Linked DNA regions of Sus scrofa: region 2 is linked to region 1. A link is a contact called in public Hi-C data. All regions are on one chromosome and are shown on one strand. The core of a region is the stretch at or near the end of the contact, and the rest is flanking DNA. Distances in the headings are between cores, read along the strand shown.

Evidence for each region. A called contact is a pair of places that touch in the nucleus more often than the background predicts.
Region 2: a Hi-C map of liver shows a contact between it and region 1, with 2.4 times the contacts expected there. The contact joins the enhancer-like site here to the promoter of PLPP3 in region 1. A contact is called at or near these places in 1 of 5 promoter capture datasets (skeletal muscle), 7 of 47 Hi-C or Micro-C datasets (liver, psoas muscle, retroperitoneal adipose tissue and 1 more) and 2 of 2 datasets of contacts at active chromatin or transcription factors (alveolar macrophages and skeletal muscle).

Annotation. Positions count from the first base shown.
Region 1 is chr6:155,799,521-155,802,220 of Sscrofa11.1, reverse strand. It overlaps PLPP3 (phospholipid phosphatase 3), which reads right to left and starts at 1,381. Exons shown (of 6, transcript XM_003127971.6): 1 at 614-1,381. The coding sequence starts at 752.
Region 2 is chr6:155,871,453-155,874,152 of Sscrofa11.1, reverse strand. All of the region lies in intron 4 of PLPP3 (phospholipid phosphatase 3), which reads right to left. Among named protein-coding and RNA genes, the nearest start is that of PLPP3, 72 kb to the right of the region's middle. Within about 2 kb of position 1,277, at least 22 of the 83 cell types and tissues checked have an H3K27ac peak or open chromatin away from gene starts, as enhancers often do. A contact at or near this core is called in alveolar macrophages and liver, where this site is marked.

The DNA of each region.
Region 1 (2,700 bases), core at 132-2,631:
AACGACCACCTGGCACACAGTAGGGGTCTGCAGAATCGGTACTCTGCATCAAGCCGGTAGACAGCACCCTCCCAACCCCTGGAGGGCGTTCACGAGAGCAACAAGTGAAGAGGCCGGCTTGCAAGTCCTGGGCCGAGGCAGCCCGGCGGAAAGGCTGGATGTTTACGTTCGGCCCTGGGAAGGCAGCGCTCTCCAGGCAAGAGCCCGGCGCTCCAGGAGATCCGTTTTACTCGATGGAAGGCAACCAGCTTTACGCCGGCTCTGGCTCCTGGTTCCACCGACTTCCCCTCCCTCTCCTAAGAGGACAAGCCCTCACCTTTCGTGGGGTTCTGCCTGCGTTTCCAACTGCAGGCAGCTTTTTAGATTGAGTGTCCAAGTGGCCCGCGAAAGCCTAGAGCACGCTCGACACTCCTTTACAGGCCGGGGAGGCGGCAGGATCGGGGAGGGCGGGAACCCGGGAGCGGGGAAAAGCCTGCGGGGCCCCCGGGACGGGCAGCACGGCGCGGCCGGGAGACGGGGCCCCGCGCAGGAGCGAGCGCCGAGCTTCGCGCGCAGCCCCGGGCCGGGCTGGGACGGGCGCTGAGGGCCGGGGGGACAGAGGGGCTGGGCTCACCCATGAAGAGGCAGAAGAGGTCCAGGCAGATGAGCAGCACCCGCTTGCTGCCGCCCTTCCTCGGGTTGTTATTGAGCGCCGGGCTGCCGCCGTTCTTGCTCTCCGCGACGATAGCCTTGTCGTACTTGTAGTTTTGCATGGCGCTGGCCAAGACGCCCCACGACTGCAGCCACACACCCAGACGCCGGGGTCGCCTCCCGACCGAGGCTTCTCCGGGCGCGGCGGGAGAGTGCGGCCCCGCTGCCCCGCTTCCAAGGGCAGGCGGTGGTGCTTTCTGCTCCCTGGTGCTCCTCCGCTTTTCCTGTCTCAACCCCGAATCGTTCGAAAGTCCAAGGGGAAGAGAGTCAACTCCCGAGCAGAAACTTCTGCAGCGCTGCGTTGCTCCGGACGCGCGGAGCTGGCGTGTCCGTGCGCAAAGCAGCGAGGGGGCAGCGCGGGCGCTCGGCCACCTTCCTCCGCAGCTGGTTGCTTAATGAATGGGAGCTGCGCGGAGCCCAGCCACCTCGGAGCGCTGCCCCAACTCCTACTTTCCTCCTCCTCCTGCTGCTGCTGCTGCTGCTGCTGCTGCTGCTGCTGCCGCCGCCGCCGCCGCTGTGATCGCCTGGGTTTGTTTTCGGCACTTTTATTTCATGAGGTCCTTTAAAAAAGAGAGAGAGGCAAAGAGAGGGACCTCCTTACTTGGCTCAGAAGGGATTCCGAAAGCACAGCCCCTTCCTTAAGCAGCCTAAGACGTAGGATAATTAAGGCCACATTTTCCCCCACCCCCTTCCAAAAAAAAAAAAAAAAAAAAATCCTAAAAGGAAAAGTTACTTTCAAACCAGAGAATCCGGGAGCCCCTAGCGTTCAAAAACACTAAATTGTCACAAAACGAGAAAAAAAAAATGTAAATAAAAAGAAACAGCCTTGGATCAGGCAAACGTTGAGGCTGTACAGCTAAAAAAGCGTTTCTCCTCTTTTATCCTCCTTTACATATTTGGGGCTTTCAAGTCTTTGTTTTGATTTGAATCGTTTCCTCCTGAAAATACTCAAATAAATTGTTGGGGGGGGTTTGTTTTGTTTGTTTGTTTGTTTATTTTTTGAGATCTGAACACTCAGCACTGGATACTGGGCTAGATTCTGAGGCTCCGAACAGGAAAAGGACTGCACTGGCTCTGGGACTAGATCCTGTGGCTTGGAATCCTGGCTGTGGCTCGGTGCCTCTGTTTCCCCATCTGTAAGCTGGAGATAATAACTTTCTCCTAAATAGAGTAATTATGAAGATGTCATTAGCTAATCCATAGACGCGCCTGGAACCGTGCTAGGTACATAGGAAATGCTGTGTAGGTGTTAACCTTTACTTTATTCCTTGTAGTTCCCAGCCCTCCAAATCCCTGCCAGTTCGGCTGGCCCCCAGCCTGCTTGTATCAGTATTGAGTGTTGGGGGCAGCTGTCCAGGGAAGCAGGAGAGCTCTCCCAGAGCTAGCATATCTCTAGCTTGGGGGGCAATCTAACGCTTTGCAGTAGAGGCTGTCATGTGCTTTCACAGTCTTCTATGTGAATTAATTCTCCCCCAGACAGAGCATAAACATTTCCAAGGCAAGGACCTTTCCTTCTATCTTCCATCATGTTCTAGATCATGATTTTTTTTACTGACTTGTTATAGGGTTCAGTATCCCTAGATCCAGCCACTTGGCCTTTCTCCAATAGTCCTTTCCCACTCCACACCCTGGCCTCTGCCTCCCTCTGTCTCTGCACATCCATCCCTTCTCTAACTACCAAAATGCTTTTCTTGCTTTAGAATCCTCTGAAATAGCACCTTCTCTCTGGGCCCTTTCTTGATCCCCGGACAGAATTAACTTCACCTTCAGCACTTGGTTTGCAGCACTCTTGTAGTACCTATTACAGTCTGATTTGGTGTTATAGTTAGTAAAGATGAGTCCGCTCTATAGATTATCAGCTCCAAACCCTCTCCCCAGTACCGCACACAGAGTTTGGTGCCTGCTGAATGAAGCTCAAGTCAGACTGCGTAGAACAAGTGGGCTGGTAAAGGAAGGCAAAATTGCTGTCTTCTGGAAGCAAGAGTAACTGAATCTCTAAGACAGCTCTGG
Region 2 (2,700 bases), core at 28-2,527, 72 kb before region 1:
GCTCCTGGAATGCCCTGCTCCCCTGGGGATGCTCTGGGGGTCAGGAGAGTCAAACCTCCCGCCCCCAAGGGTGCAATGTGCTGTCCTAGAACAAACAGGAAGGAATCTTTCCCAGAATCAAAACTCCTGCAGGGGCTTCACCAAAGCCCCAGGTACTCTGAAAAGCATGGTTAAAAAAGGGTGAGCAGGAGTTCCTGTCATGACTCAGTGGTTAACGAACCTGACTAGTAACCATGAGGTTTCAGGTTCGATCCCTGGTATTGCTCAGTGGGTTAAGGATCTAGTGTTGCCGTGAGCTGTGGGTGGCTTGGATCCAGCATTGCTGTGGCTGTGGTGTAGGCCGGTAGCTACAGCTCCGATTTGACCCCTAGCTTGGGAGCCTCCATATGCTGCCAGTTCAACCCTAAAAAGACAAAACACACACACACACACACACACACACACACACAGAAAGGGGTGAGCAGAGCTGGACAAAATCAGAAAGCCTCAATCACGCTGACCTCTCATGGGGGTCAGCAGCCCTGAGCTCCTGTCCTCTTTGGGTCTTACCTCCCCATCAGTATGAAGGCCTCTGGGCCCAGAGAATCCACTTCCTAAGCATCAGTGTGATGCTGCTGTAGAAAGTGTCTAACTTGCCATCAGAGAAACTGGGTTGGAATCTTCTCTCTGTTACACACTAGCTGTCTGAACCTGGCCAAGGCATTCTGCTTCTCTGAGTTTCTGCTTTCTCCTCTATGACATAAGCAGATTCGTTCACTTTAAAAAAAAAAAAAAAAAAAAAGTGGGAGTTCCTGCTGTGACTCAACAGAAACAAATCTGACTAGCATCCATGGGGTCGCAGGTTCGATCCCTGGCCTCACTCAGTAGGTTGAGGATGCAGCGCTGCCGTGAGCTGTGGTGTAGGTCGCAGACACGGCTCAGATCCCACGTTGCTGTGGCTGTGGCTGTGGCATAGGCTGGCAGCTACAGCTCCAATTAGACCCCAAGTCTGGGAGCCTCTATATGTTGTAGATGCAGCCCTAAAAAGACAAAACAAAAAAACTGCTGTGAGCATCCATTCTGTTCAAAACTGAATGAAAGACACAGGCATGGAGAATATAAGCTCCTTCACCAGAAAAGAATAATCTTTCAGTCCCTTTCTGGGACTAAGTTTTTCTTCCAATTGCTAAATAGAACTGCTGGGTGGCAGACATGGAGATTGCACCAGAAGGGTGTGTGTCTGTTCCCCGCCCCCGGGGGTGAAAGTCCCTGGCACCCAGAATTCACTCCAGTGAGCAGTCCCTTCTCCTTCCTGGTCCGAGCTTCAAAACTGGGGTCCTATGGGATTCCAACAAAACCTCCTTAGAAAGGTCTGAGTTCCAGCTGGCTCCTCCTCCTCGTCCTCCTCCCCCTCCCCCTTGGGGCTGAACCAGCAGGTCAGACGGGGGTGAGCCTCCCTGGTTCTAGCTAAGTCATTTGGGCTTCATTACACGATTTGCATACTGGTGAAACAGGTCTGTACTGTCCTCTGGCTTCATTTCCATTGCTCTTGGGAGCTCTGGGCTAAGACTGAGAAGGAGGCTTTTGTCCTTCCTCTGTCCCCGCCCGCTCTCCTCCTGGAAGTCTACCCAGATCGCTGATACCCACCAGGAGAAACTTTCTCCCTTCTCCCATCTCCTCCATGGTTCACACTTGGCTCTGGTTCACATGCCTGGTGACTGACTCGACACTGGGAAGTTATTCCACTACTTTAGGGACCAAGAGGAGTCTGGAGTTGATTTTTCTCCTTTAAAAGGAATCGGGTCTTGTTTTCTGTCACTATCAGGGGAGAAAAAGAATGGCTGGTTTGCTGAGCATTAAGACACCGAGCAAGGTGCCTGAAAATACATCATCGGCAATTGTCACAACCATCCTGCTTATTTTACAGATGGAGAGATCAAGGACAAAAGAGGCCATGCTCCCTGCTCAAGGTAACAACGGGCCATGATCTACATTGAGTAAAATTTGCCTTTTATTTATTTTTTCTTGTTATGGCTGCACCAGCTGCACATGGAAGTTCCCGGGCTAGGGGTCAAATCCGAGCTGCAGCTGCTGATCTATGCCACAGCCACATCAGCGCCAGATCCGAGCCACATCTATGACATATGCTGCAGCTTGAGGCAATGCTGGCTCTCTAACCCACTAAGCAAGGCCAGGGATCAAACCTGCACCCTCGTGGACACTATGTTGGGTTCTTAACCCACTGAGGCACAACAGGAACTCCCAGATTTGCCTTTTTAAAGTCCATGTTCTAACCACAGAAATCAACTGGCTTCCGTAAGGAATTAGTGCCAGCTATTGGTCTTTCACATTGGACTTTTGTCTCTGGAGAAAAGAAGCAATTTGAGGGGACTACACACTGTCATGGACTAAAGGGCAACCTGAATGGGACATTTGGAACGGTGGCCTCCTCTAACTCATCTGTCACACACTTTTACAATACCCATGTCAGAAATACAGGTGTACAGCTTTGGGAAGAGTTAGAGAAGAGTCTGTGACCTGATCTCAAGCTCAGGAGAGCATGCTAACTGACTGCTTTGCAGCTATCTATTTTCCAGCCTTTCTTCACAAAATGTGAGCTCTCTTGGTGTCTCCAGGTGCTCACACAGGGTCTGACACAGAACGGGTACTCAGAAACTGCTAGATGGATAGATAGATGGGTGGATGGATGGGTGGATGGGT